Linked DNA regions of Sus scrofa: regions 1, 2 and 3 are each linked to region 4. The links are chromatin contacts, called in public promoter capture Hi-C maps. All regions are on one chromosome and are shown on one strand. The core of a region is the stretch at or near the end of the contact, and the rest is flanking DNA. Distances in the headings are between cores, read along the strand shown.

What was found. Promoter capture Hi-C pulls out the DNA fragments that hold promoters and counts their contacts.
Region 1: a contact with region 4 is called in a promoter capture Hi-C map of liver, with 10 times the contacts expected there. The contact joins the enhancer-like site here to the promoter of UGCG in region 4. A contact is called at or near these places in 3 of 5 promoter capture datasets (fetal liver, fetal skeletal muscle and liver), 22 of 47 Hi-C or Micro-C datasets (alveolar macrophages, embryonic fibroblasts, fetal heart ventricle and 11 more) and 2 of 2 datasets of contacts at active chromatin or transcription factors (alveolar macrophages and skeletal muscle).
Region 2: a contact with region 4 is called in a promoter capture Hi-C map of liver, with 2.5 times the contacts expected there. The contact joins the enhancer-like site here to the promoter of UGCG in region 4. A contact is called at or near these places in 2 of 5 promoter capture datasets (fetal skeletal muscle and liver), 4 of 47 Hi-C or Micro-C datasets (embryonic fibroblasts, liver and skeletal muscle) and 2 of 2 datasets of contacts at active chromatin or transcription factors (alveolar macrophages and skeletal muscle).
Region 3: a promoter capture Hi-C map of liver shows a contact between it and region 4, with 3 times the contacts expected there. The contact joins the enhancer-like site here to the promoter of UGCG in region 4. A contact is called at or near these places in 3 of 5 promoter capture datasets (fetal liver, fetal skeletal muscle and liver), 8 of 47 Hi-C or Micro-C datasets (embryonic fibroblasts, liver, mesenteric adipose tissue and 3 more) and 2 of 2 datasets of contacts at active chromatin or transcription factors (alveolar macrophages and skeletal muscle).

What each region holds. Positions count from the first base shown.
Region 1 is chr1:252,851,378-252,854,483 of Sscrofa11.1, reverse strand. The region is part of intron 12 of SUSD1 (sushi domain-containing protein 1); the gene reads left to right. Among named protein-coding and RNA genes, the nearest start is that of SUSD1, 100 kb to the left of the region's middle. Within about 2 kb of position 1,538, at least 34 of the 83 cell types and tissues checked have an H3K27ac peak or open chromatin away from gene starts, as enhancers often do. A contact at or near this core is called in alveolar macrophages, fetal liver, fetal skeletal muscle and 4 more, where this site is marked.
Region 2 is chr1:252,798,286-252,801,374 of Sscrofa11.1, reverse strand. No RefSeq gene overlaps it. Among named protein-coding and RNA genes, the nearest start is that of UGCG, 150 kb to the right of the region's middle. Within about 2 kb of position 1,569, at least 3 of the 83 cell types and tissues checked have an H3K27ac peak or open chromatin away from gene starts, as enhancers often do. A contact at or near this core is called in liver, where this site is marked.
Region 3 is chr1:252,830,406-252,833,605 of Sscrofa11.1, reverse strand. The region is part of intron 14 of SUSD1 (sushi domain-containing protein 1); the gene reads left to right. Among named protein-coding and RNA genes, the nearest start is that of SUSD1, 120 kb to the left of the region's middle. Within about 2 kb of position 1,720, at least 9 of the 83 cell types and tissues checked have an H3K27ac peak or open chromatin away from gene starts, as enhancers often do. A contact at or near this core is called in liver and retroperitoneal adipose tissue, where this site is marked.
Region 4 is chr1:252,650,297-252,653,236 of Sscrofa11.1, reverse strand. It overlaps UGCG (ceramide glucosyltransferase), which reads right to left and starts at 1,387. Exons shown (of 8, transcript XM_021067532.1): 1 at 840-1,387. The coding sequence starts at 937.

The DNA.
Region 1 (3,106 bases), core at 289-2,788, 200 kb before region 4:
CTAAATAAAGCTCTGCAGCCCAAGCACCCTGTGCCTGTGCTCATGGCCACCAGGGGGCACTGTTGAGCTGTTTGCATTCATTGAGACCTTGACTGCCTCTTTTTCAAATCTGCCCTACCTTAAAGAATTTGCAGTTTTTAAAAAGTGTGCAAATAGGGCGTTCCCATCGTGGCGCAGCGGAAAAGAATCTGACTAGGAACCATGAGGTTTCGGGTTTGATCCCTGGCCTTGCTCAGTGGGTTGGGGATCCAGCGTTGCCATGATAAGTCTTAGATGTGGCTCCGATCTCCCTTGCTGTGGCAGCTACAGCTCTGATTAGACCCATAGTCTGGGAACCTCCATACGCCCCAGGTTCTGCCCTAAAAAGAAAAAAAAAAAGTGAAAATTCAACTTGTTAAGATCTTAGTAAAAGGTAGACAACCAAACAAAACAAGAACAGCGCCCAAGCCCTCTCAAATAAAAGAGCCTTATATATTGATATGAGGAGGTATGCCTAGCTGCCTAAGATGTGGCTTTGTTTTCAGTCAAACGGTGAGCTTTTGAATTTTACCAGAAATGTGAGGCAAGGGATTTGGACCTGGAATCTGCAGTGGCTGATTTTCCAGAAAAAGTGTGAATGGAATTTCCCTCCTGAGTGTCTTACATTCAACTAAATCTTACTGATGGGAAACAGGATGCAAACGAGCACTTTAAATATATTGCTGACCTCAGAGGAGAGTGAAAGTTTTTGGAATGTTGAAGGACAGAGGCAAGTGTTGCCGTGAAAACGGAAGAGGGTGCTGGCGCGAAGGGTGGTGAGATGGAGATGTTATTACCGTGCTTCTGACTCAGGGCTCATGTGCTCCCGAAGGCAGTGCACTGATGGGAATTCTTCAGAATAGCCCTACCAGTTGGACTGTCTTTAGGTCCAGGGGAAGAACAAACAAACCCAAAGGGTCAGAAGCACTGTCGTACACTGGTCATGCTCTCTTCTAGCAAAGTCAAAAAGCCTGTAGGCAAAATTTTCTTCTCATTGAAACTGGGAGAGAAGCAGAGAGGAGGAAATGGGGTGGGGGCGGGTGAGGGCGGGGAGAAGGCACATGCCTGCATGAAGGTAAAGATTAACCACTTTCAGAGTTCCCATCGTGGTGCAGTGGAAACAAATCCGACTAGGACCATGAGGTGGTGTGTTCGATCCCTGGCCTCGCTCAGTGGGTTAAGGATCCGGCGTTGCTGTGACTGTGCTGCAGGCTGGCAGCAACAGCTCTGAATGGACCCCTAGCCTGGAAACCTCCAAAAAAACTTAACCACTTGTTCTGCACAACAGGGTGATTATTTGAGGTTGAAGGTTTCTTCTGGTACCAAGGATGCTGGAGGGAAAAAGGGAAATCAATAAAGTGAAGGAAATCATTCCTTCCCCAGTCTGTCTTCAGTGCCAGGGCTGGCAGCATAGGTGGGAATTTTCCCATTTCAGGAAGGACCGGGACAGGACCAGGTTTCTTGAGTTCTTCTGCTGTGGACCTCTCTTCCACAGACCATCCGAGGACAGGGCTCTGCTGTGTCCTCAGTGAAAATCCTGTCTCCAATGTTTTCCTGCTGGTCCCCCTGGCTCCCAGCAGGCAGAAGCTGTCCCAGAGGTCCGGAGAGGGGCTGGCCTTCATCCCAGCTGCTTCCCTCTTGGTCCAGATGCTCTCAATCTTTCACGGACACAGGTTCTTTGACATTTGAGGACCTAATATTAGTTCAGGCTAGGAGAGAGCCACACGTCCTTCCATCCTACACAGGCTGCCTCTCTCTCTCGTCCCCTGAAATCTCCCAGCTACTTTCCGGCTTCAAATCAAGCCCCAACCCCTCCAGGAAGGGGAGCAGGTGTTGGGGCAGGGGAGCAGATGTCTCCCTGCCCCTCTCATTGAAAGCATCCCACTGCAGGGTGCACTGAGACAAGGTGGTACACCACAGGGCTGCGGTGTTATTTTCTTATATTAATGTTACCTTTTTTTTTTTTTGTTAAAACAAAATATGAATGGGAAAGTTTCTTTATATCAGATGCCTAAAAGCCTGGGTTTCCATGTTGTAGGAGTTGGGGAAGGGTATGCTGTGACTTCACAATTTAATTCAGCAAATATCTATTGATGGGTTATGTACAGAGATGGGTGCTCAGGGCTGAAGGGGAGATAAAGATAAAAAAAAGTCTGGTTCCTCCTCCCTGGGAGGCCAAGTCTCATCACCTTGATAGTGGAGATGTAGCTACCCTTGCCTTACCTGGTGACTTATGGCGTAAGCCCCATTTTCTCTATTGCTATCATTTCCTTCCTTCTTTTCTCTCTCTCTCTCTCTTTCTTTCTTTCCTTCTTTCTTTCTTCCTTCCTTCCTTCCTTCCTTTCTTCCTTCTTTCTCTTTTGTCTTTTTAGGGCTATACCCACAGCATATGGAAGTTCCCACCCTAGGGGGCAGCTGTAGCTGCCAGCCTACACCACAGCCACAGCAACTCAAGATCCGAGTGGTGTCTGCGACCTACGCTAAAGTTCATGGCAATGCTGGATCCCTGACCCACTGAGCAAGGCCAGGGATTGAACCTGCATCCTCCTGAATTCTAGTCGGCTTCGTTAACATCTGAGCCACAACAGGAACTCCTCCACTGGCATCATTTTCAATTTATCCTGCCTTAAATGGGGGTGGGGGAGGCATGGTCTATCTGGGGAGGTGCCCGAGATTAGAAAAGAACCATTAGGGTGTCTTTATTTTTATGTATTTAATCGTGTTAGGCCCTTGCATTTACTTGAAGGTCATAGCATGAGGTCATGGCCTCTGTTTAGATTTGGTTTCAATACAATTCTCTTCTACTTGTGGTCCTTTTTGTTCATTTTAATGGGTTTTAGAGGAATTTTTAACACATTTGAGCTTCTGTTACCTCCTTCTCATCAATTTTAATAGTTTGGCTACATTAATGGATATGAATCTTTTTGATAGACATAATACACACACCCCTGAGGTTATCTACTATTTAATTTTCTTTTCAATATTCCTTTTTTTTTCTTCTTTTTTTTTTCTTTGTTTTTGGCCACCCCAAGGCATATGGAGTTCCTGGGCCAGGGATCAGATCCAAGCCACGGTCATGACTCAAGCC
Region 2 (3,089 bases), core at 320-2,819, 150 kb before region 4:
GGAGAACAGACTTGTGGTTGCCAAGGGGAAAGGGAGGGAGTGGGATGGATTGGGGACTTGGGGTTAATAGTTGCAAACTACTGCTTTTGGAATGGATAGGCAATGAGATCCTGCTTAACCTGGGATCTATATCTAGTCAATTATGATGGAGCATAATAATGTGAGAAAAAAGAATGTATACATGTATGTATGACTGGGTCACCTTGCTGTACAGTAGAAAATTGACAGAACACTGTAAGCCAGCTATAATGGAAAAGATAAAAATTATTATAAAAAATAAAAAATAAAAATGGTGCATCTCTAAATGAAGCCACGTGGGGTTTGTTTTTTTTCCTGCAATCACCCTCTTTATTACTTTATTTGTGCTAATCTTCACACCAAACCATGAGTCCCAAGGGAGAGCCCAGCTCACTGCTCTGTCTGTTCAGGTGATTGCACCTGACTGCTCTTGCCCCCAAATCCCAGAAGGCCAAGGGGACAGGAGTCAGGATCACTTTAGTAAACATTTCCAACAACTACTTTTTAAAATTTCCATTAAAAGGACAGGCAGCTGGGTGACCCACGTCCCCTGCTAATCTACCCCACCAGCCCCAAGACATGTCTTTTATTAATGGCCAAACCTTTCAGTTGTTTCTGTATGAGCTTTATATAGCAGGTAGTGACAGATAGGGACATTTCTCTGAGTCTCTTAGTTTATAAATAGGATGTGGCTAGAGGGATGATCACCATTTATTGAATGCTTATCTGATGCTAGGCATGGAGCTATGCACTCTGTAAACAACCTACGTCATAGGTATTAAGTATCATGGTCATAATCGTTATCCTGATATATTTTATTTTATTTTATTTTATTGGCCCTGCCTATGGCATATGGAAGTTTTCAGGCCAGGGGTCCAACCCGTGCCATAGCAGCGACCCAAGCTGCTGCAGTGACAGTGCCAGATCCTTACCCCGCTGCACCACAAGAGAACTTCTCACTATCCCTACTTTAAAGGTAAAACTGAGGTTTAGAAGCAGCTAAGTCACCACCCAAGGTCATTAATTGATACCTTGAAGAACTGAAATTCTAACCCAGGTCCTTGTCCTCTAAATCTTACATTTGGAATTTTTTGGTACACACAATTACGGACAAGCAAAAAATTATTTCCTTTATAGAGGAGCCTCTGGATGATAAACTCAATTTCCTATTCTCTTGTTAAGAGATCACAAAAGGACTGACCCCTAGGAATGAAAATCAAACACTAGCAACTACTTCTTTTTTGCTTCTCAGCTGACACCTAAGTGTTCCATTTTTTTTTTTTTTTCAGGTTTCAGTATGACTCCTTTTGTTTCCCAATAAATATATTTTAGTTTTGGAAACTTTGATTTTAAGGTGGGTGTGAAGTTTGTTCTAGGTGCTTATCTATCCAAACAATTTGGAGTACAGTTAATTTTTAAATGCCTCTTGGCAATTGTTTTAAACAGCATTCCAACCGCTGAGAAAATTGAAAGATAAATGAGTTTGCTTCCTAGGAAACTACTAAAAGAATGACTCCTTTCTTGTTCATGGTAATTAAATTCTCGCATTCAATTCCACATCAGAAGTAGCTTCCCTTTCATTTCCTATGATATTTTAACCATTTTTTCCCCTGCACAGTGACCAAAGCACCTCATTATGCAAACGCTCTTGTGCTTTTCTGATTCCTGTCCTTGTTAGACACCCCTCACCACCCCCCAATATTCAAAGTATCAATAACATTTTATTTGGAAGGACATTCTAAGTAAACGGGTTTGCAGAGACCATATTCCATCCCATGACAGAGTCTTGGTCATCTGCCTCTAATATTTCTTCACACAAGAACTTGCCAAAGCTCACGTGTCCCAATTTCAGAAAACAGCATGACCTTGTCACCTGATTCTGAAGCCCCAGATCAGTGATCCGCAATCTTTACTGCACATTGAAATCATCTGGGAAGCTTTTACAAATACGGAGGCTGAAGTCTCTCATGACTCTGATTTAAGTGACATGGCATGCCACCTGGGCTTTGAGATTTTTTTTTAAAACGTCCTCAGGTAACTCTAATGTGCAGCCAAGTTTGAAATTCACTGCCCCAGAGCCCCAGGGTGCAGGTTTAGCCATAATCCTCTCTGAAGCAGAATAAAAGGGAAGAGGCAAAGGTTAGGTAGAATCATCGGTCCTATCTTTTTTTTTTTTTTTTTTTTTTTGTCTTTTTGCCATTTCTTGGGCTGCTCCTGCGGCATATGGAGGTTCCCAGGCTAGGGGTCCAATCGGAGCTGTAGCTGCCAAGCCTATGCCAGAGCCACAGCAACTCGGGATCCAAGCCGCATCTGCAACTTACACCACAGCTCATGGCAACGCGCCCGCCGGATCCTTAACCCGCTGAGCTAGGCCAGGGATTGAACCCGCAACCTCGTGGTTCCTAATCGTATTCGTTTCCACTGCGCCACGATGGGAACTCCAGACCACAGCAAGTCTCAATGGCAATACAACATTGCATAGTGCCTGAAACTAATTCTGATAATTGCATTATTTTCTAATAGTTGTGTTATTTTAGTTCTTTTGGGAAGAATTTAATGGATGTTTGTAAGCCTTTGGTAGATGTGGATTTCAATTGTCAGTCTCTTTCCACTGACTCCTTCATTTTGGTTACAAACATGCAAATCTTCTCTGGGCTTTAAGACATTTTCCTTTGTCCTGCTTCCCACTCAATTACCAGATTAAAGATATCAACGATGCCCAGTAGGGTTGAGGCTCCCTGCCGGGAAGAGCATCAGCTTGGAAAAGGGGAGAAATCAGAAAGCCTAGAATTTATAACAGAAATCATCAGTGTGGTAGACTACCTTAAAAATATTGTTTTGTATATTGAAAAACATCCAAACCAAAGTGAAAGACGACTCAAAGTCACAAGTCAAAATCAAAGTCACAAACGACAGTTTGAGCAAAATGTTAGTAATACATAATAATAGAGATTTAAAGCTCTAATAGACACGGAGAGAAAAAATTATAGAAGATTTAATGTATATAATTAAATTATAGGGGGAGAAAACCCACAAGAAGCCAAATTTTATTTTATTTTGTGTCTTTCGTC
Region 3 (3,200 bases), core at 471-2,970, 180 kb before region 4:
CCAATCTGCAGCAGCAAGTATATGTCATGAAATTTCTTTTCAAATTGTCACAGGGAGTTCCCTGGGGGCTCAACAGGTTAAGGACACAGTGTTGTCACTGCTCGTGGCTTGTGGTTCGGGTCACTGCTGTGGCTCAGGTTTGATCCCTGGTCTGAGAACTTCTACATGCTATGGGCCTGGCCAAAAACCAAACAAAGAAAAATAGTCACAGGTGACAGAAACATATCTCACACTAACCCACAAAAAGCCATAGCTGGAAAGGATGGGAGTGGGAGCTTGTGGTATCAAAACTAGAGGGGTCAGAAGTTCCCGTTGTGGTTCAGTGGTTATGAACCTGAATAGTATCCATGAGGATATGGGTTCGATCCCTGGACTCACTCCGTGGATTGAGGATGTGGTGTTGCCTTGAGATGCAGTGTAGGTTGCAGGTGCGGCTCAGATCCCACATTGCTCTGGCTGTGGCGGAGGTCGGCAGCTGCAACTCTGATTTACCTCCTAGCCAGGGAACTTCCATATGCCGCAGGTGCCCTAAAAACTAAAAAACAAACTAACTAAAGGGACGGTTCCAGGCCTCCAGGACCTGGGACTTGAGACTTAACACCTTAAGTGGAACATAGGACTCTCCCTTTCTTTCTTTCTTCCTTTTTTTTTTTTTTTTTTTTTTTTTTTTTTTTTTTTTGGCTGTGCCCACGGCATGGGGAAGTTCCTGGGCCAGGGATCAAACCCACACCTGAGCCACAGCAGTGAGAATGCTAATCCTTTACCCACTAGGCTTCCAGGGACTCCGAGAGTCTCCCTTTCTATCTTGCCTCCTCTCTCTGTTTCTCAGTGTGACTTGGCCTCATTTTCTTCTTCTATAAGCTATGTGGCGGGGAAGAATAGGCACCAGCTGCCCCAGCTTAGCCAGTTCAGTGGGAACAGACAGTTTTTCACTTTAGGGAGTCTCATCCCCTAGGTAAGTGACTGTCCATTGGGTGAATCCCTGTTTGGAGGAGATAGGGTCGCATGATCTGCTTCCCTTGGGTTTGGGGCTTCCTGGGATGCCTCATTGGCAAGTGTACCGGGGTTGCACTGAGAAGGGGACTTGATCCCCATCAGGGAAAGAGGCATAGAAAACCCTGCTGGCAGACCCGAGCAAAGAGCTACAAATAGTCCACTCCTCTCAGCCATGCGGCTGCTTAGCATGTGCACACACAGGCACGTACACTGCTGAGAAAAAGACCCTCCGTTAAGAAAGTGGACCTGTCCTCCATATAACCAAAAGTGGAACCCGAGGGGAAGACACCTCAAAGGTGGGTCTGTTACTAAATCCAGTGCCCAGACCAAGGTTCCCAGGGCTGACCCATCCCTCTTGGTCTGATCTAGATGTGCTTCTCATGATGGTCTGGCAGTCCAGACCAAATGGCAAATGTAACCATTCTCAAACCACAGTCTATAAGATGAAAGGGAAAAGTGGATCATCACAAGAAGTACATGCATTTGGAAAGGAGGAAAAGATAAAAGAACATTGCAGCGGTCCGAGGACCCACAGCAAGGACCACATCCTTCTGGACAGGAAAAGCAAGCATCTCTTGCCCTGCCAGCCAAATGGGTCGCTTGGTCTGTCAGGTTGGTGGCTTCGGGCTCTGCCTGATGGGGCAGCACCTGCGTCCCTTTCCTCCGAGTCTCCCCTGAGAGATGCCGTGGGGAGGAGCCCTGCTTCTGCTTTCCCGGGTGGTGATCCAGGTCGGGGAGCTGCCTTAGGGGTTGAGCAATCACAGGTCCTTGTTTGCCAGGCTGGGATTTCCCTGGCAGCACATTTCTTAAAACCAGCAGGCAACCTGCCACTGGATTTGGTTCATAAGAATTCCATTAATTTGTAGCTAAGACCAGAAATCAGGTCAAGTTTATGACCTTCTGAATCCTGACCTTTTCCTGGTGGTTCATTCCTCCTAGCAACAGCCTGGGGAATTCGGCTCTTAGCCCAGAGTATCACTTTAACTCCTCACATCCTGTCCCTTGCCTCAGAGCAGCAGAAAGCAATGAAAATAGGGGGATGAGGAAAGGCCCACATAACCCAGCTTCCAGGCGGGCGCCAGGGAGTGGGGCCTTACAACTGGGGGCTTGTTACCCTGTCAGGGGAGGGTACCTCGCAGGAAATGTTTGGGAGCAATGTGGAGAACTAGGCTTCCTTCATTCCTTTGCTTATCCCCTAGCATCATTTCTCAGCTGTTTATCTCTACTCCCACCAGCCTCAACAAGGGTAGGGAACATGGCTTTTCAGCTGGTCGAGGGGCGTTCCTGTCAGCCTGTCAGCCATCTTGGATTGCAGACCGCTCGGCGGGGAGCGCGGTGCTCGCGCTCTCTCAGGTGTTTTTGAGAAAATAATTTACACGTAACGTTGGGTGAGTTTAAGAGGTACCACGTGATGATTTGATTCACACGTATATTGCAACATGACTGCCGCAGGAAGATTAATTCATCCTTCCATCTCCTCACATACTCCCCATGCATATGTAATACGCATAAGGTACATGGATATGTGTTTTTGTATATAGTACATGTGCGCATGTGTGAATGTTGACAATCTACTCCCCTGGCAGCTTTTCAGTATACAGTACAGTATCGTTAACTCTAGTCACCACGCTGTACATTAGCTGCCCAGAACCTGTTTGTATTACGACTGGACGTTTGTACACTTTGATCAGCATCTGCCTATTTCCCTCACCCGTTAGTCCCTAGTAACCACCATTGGACTCTCTATTTCTATGAATTCTGCTTTTTTAGATCCCACATGCAAGGGAGGTCGTACAGTCTATGTTTTTCTCTGACGTATTTCACGCAGCACAGTAAGTGAGGGCCTCTCCCACGAAGATGGGTGCTGTTGCGTGTCTGCATACAGATCGGCTAGGCTTCCTTTCTTGGAACTGACTGATGACCGCAAGAAACAGTCACCCATCTGACACTTGGAAATTTTTCTGCCAGTCCATTCCCAAAAGCTTGAAGGGCGGACATGGAGTTCCCACAGGGAAAAGAGGTGCTTTTATCAGAAGAATGGAGAGGTGCAAGCATCCTGGAGAGGCACAGAAACAATAGCTTCCAGAACCCACTGCTTCAGCAGCTGTTTGGTCTGATTAACAAACTCAAATTGGGTAGAAGAAATGGCCCAGGGGCGGACTACAGTCTGTGATTAAGTTCACAGGAAGGACTTTGCTGTGGAC
Region 4 (2,940 bases), core at 138-2,637:
GCACACGCTATGTCATATTCATTCCTTTATCCGGTTTTATTTTATTCAGTCTTCAAGAATATCCGAAATAACCTTATTCAATTATTATCTGTCTTTCCCTTCTGGCATGTAAGCTCCACGAGGACAGGAATTCTGTCGTGCTTGCCACTGTGTCCCCAGTGAATGGCATCTAATGAAAAGGTGTTGGGGGGGGGGAGACACACAAATCTAACCAAGACAATAAATAAAGACTTGGGGGGGGGGAGAGAAAACCACACTGAAATGTACAAGCTGACAAGACTCCAGGCTATAACGCCAGCTCAGAGGCTTGGTGACATTTTCCAAGGTGGACAGGTGCTTCACACCTATCTAAAGGCATAGAGCTCTTCCAGGAAGAAGAAAATCCACAGGGAGGTTTCCAGGTGGCTGAATGCCGCTCCCAGAAGAGTGGAAACGATTATTACCATAATAGAAATATGGCCCAGGTCGAGAGAAAAAAACCAACCAAACAATACACCATACATTTGGCCCAGATGAAAAATCACACGAACCCCCAACACAGTCAAGCAGCCTTCCGCTCGACTCGTAAAAAGAGCACAGCCTCCTTTCCCCTGGCTGTGCAGTCGTCGGCAGCCCAACCACCCCCTCACTTGCCACTTTTCTCTCCCAAGGAACCCCCCCTCCCGCCCCCGCCGCCCCAGCTGGTCCAAGGGGAGAGGGAATGGAAGGAAGAGTCTGAGAATTAGCTTCCTCCACCCTTATCCGAGCCCAATTCCTTCCAAAGCGAAATCCTGTCTACTCTCGCCGGTCGCCGAGGCCTCGACCCCCGCTACGGGCTCCTCCGGTTGCCCCTCACTCACGTGTAGATGATGGCCATGAAATGCATCAGCCACAGCACCAAGAAGAGGACGAACCCGAAGACGGCCATTCCCTCCAGGGCCAGGTCCAGCAGCGCCATCCCCCGGCCCGGCCCGGCCCGCTCCGGCCGCCGCCGCGGACAGCGCTCCCGTAGGAGGACGACAGGGTGGGCGCCCGGCGCGGGGGCGCAGAAGGGGAGAGGAAGGTGGGGAGAGGAAGGGGAGGAGGGGGTGGGGACGGAAGGGGCGGGCAGGGCCTGCGCGCCCCCGCCCGCGCGCACTCGCCCGCGCGCTGGCCTGGGCGCGCTCGCGGCTACAGGCGCTGCGGTGGCCGGGCTCAGTGATCAGGGAGGCCGTGGCCCCACGCTCCGGCTCGCCTCTCCCCCGCCTCGGCGCCGCGGGCCGGACCCTGCGCGCCTACGCCCCCTCCGCCGCTGCCCCTTCCGCCTTCCCGCAGCCTAGTGGCTGGGCTCCTGGCAGCACAGATCCGAGCCCTGCTCAGCCGCCGCAGCTCCGAGCACTAATCGAAACCCGCGGTGGCGCCCCGACTCCCTGGTGCACCCCGCCCCGCCCCGGCCCTCCGAGGGGCGGTGCATGCGGCTCCTCTCCGCCCACCCCACCGCCCTCGCGCCCGTAGCGTCACGGTCGTGAGCGCGCCCCTGGGTGGCTTCTGCCGCCAGAGGCGGGCGGGGCTTTACCCCAGCTCCGGGTTCCGGCCGCCGCCCACCTCTCTGCGTCCGGCGGAGGCGCGCGGGAAGGCCAGCCCTGCAGTCCTGGGCTGTCCTCTGTCGGTGAAGCGGAGCCCTGTGTCCAGCTCAGAGACTGCTTTCCCTTTGTCCGACTCTGGTGTTCCAGGGCGCCCAGGAAAAGACCTGGGGTTCCAGGGGGGCCCCCGAGCCGTCTCGCAGACCAACTCCCCAATGCTGTGTCCACAGCCTCTGCGCCGGTCCTTGCTCAGAGCCGCTTAGGCCCTCCTCCAAGCCACGTTCCTGGGCGCTGGGGTGTCCCATTGCATTCCTCCCTCGCTGCTTTTAATGCTTGTGGCGTCTTGGACCACAAGGGATCGTGAAAATAATCTCCTACTTCACAGATCTCTAAGTACCTTAGAGACAGCGTGTAACATACAAGAAATTGTCAAACTCAGAATGTAAAGAATCAGCTAATATTGAAGTTCCTTAAGGTTCCTGCCCAATATGATAGCCATAGGTGGCTACTGAGCCTTAACATGAGGTTAGTAGGAATTGAAATGTATTTTGAGTGTAAATCATATGCCGGTATCAAAGACATCTCCTTAATTTTATGTTGATTACATGTTGAAACGATAGTTTTGATATATTGAGTTAAAGTATTCAAATTATTTCAGTGTTTTACTTTTTAAATTTAGCTAGCTACTGGAAAAATTTTAATTACACAGATAAAAAGAAAGTGAAGGTAAAAAATTAATAAATTACACAGTTGGAGAGCACTGCACTAAAATGGAAAGATGTAGCATTTTGGATAGTAAGGTGACTTAGTGTTTATCTTAATTTTAAATCAGTTCAGGGAGATGTTTTTATCTACCACTAAATGTTTCTGTTTGTTTCTTTAGCCTAGATGAGTTTATATAGTTTCACCATTGTTTTTATGTTTAGACAATGTTTATTATGTCAAGTGATTTCCTTTTAAATAATCCATGGCTTCCCTTGAGAGATTTCAGAATTGAATTCAGTTTTGAAAAGAGGCTGTTTATTTTTATTACTGCTATTTATTAGAATTAATGTTGATCAAATGAGCTACCTCAATCTACAATTAGATGATAAACTACAAGCAGAAAGGAGTTTAAATGAATGCCTGCCTTGAGAACCAATCCGGGATTTGCTGTACTCATTGTTTTACCTGGATAAAGTCAATAGGAAAGAAGAACGTTTAGAAACCAAATTTCCATTGTTGAGAGTTAACCGGTTGATAAAGTTATAGCAGGATAGTACACCAGCATGGAAATAACACTACAAGTGGAATTTTTTTTTTTTTTTTTGTCTTTTTAGGGCTGCACCCCCGCAGTGTATGGAGGTTCCCAGGCTAGGGGTTGAATCGGAACTGTAGCTGCTGGCCTGCACCACAACCA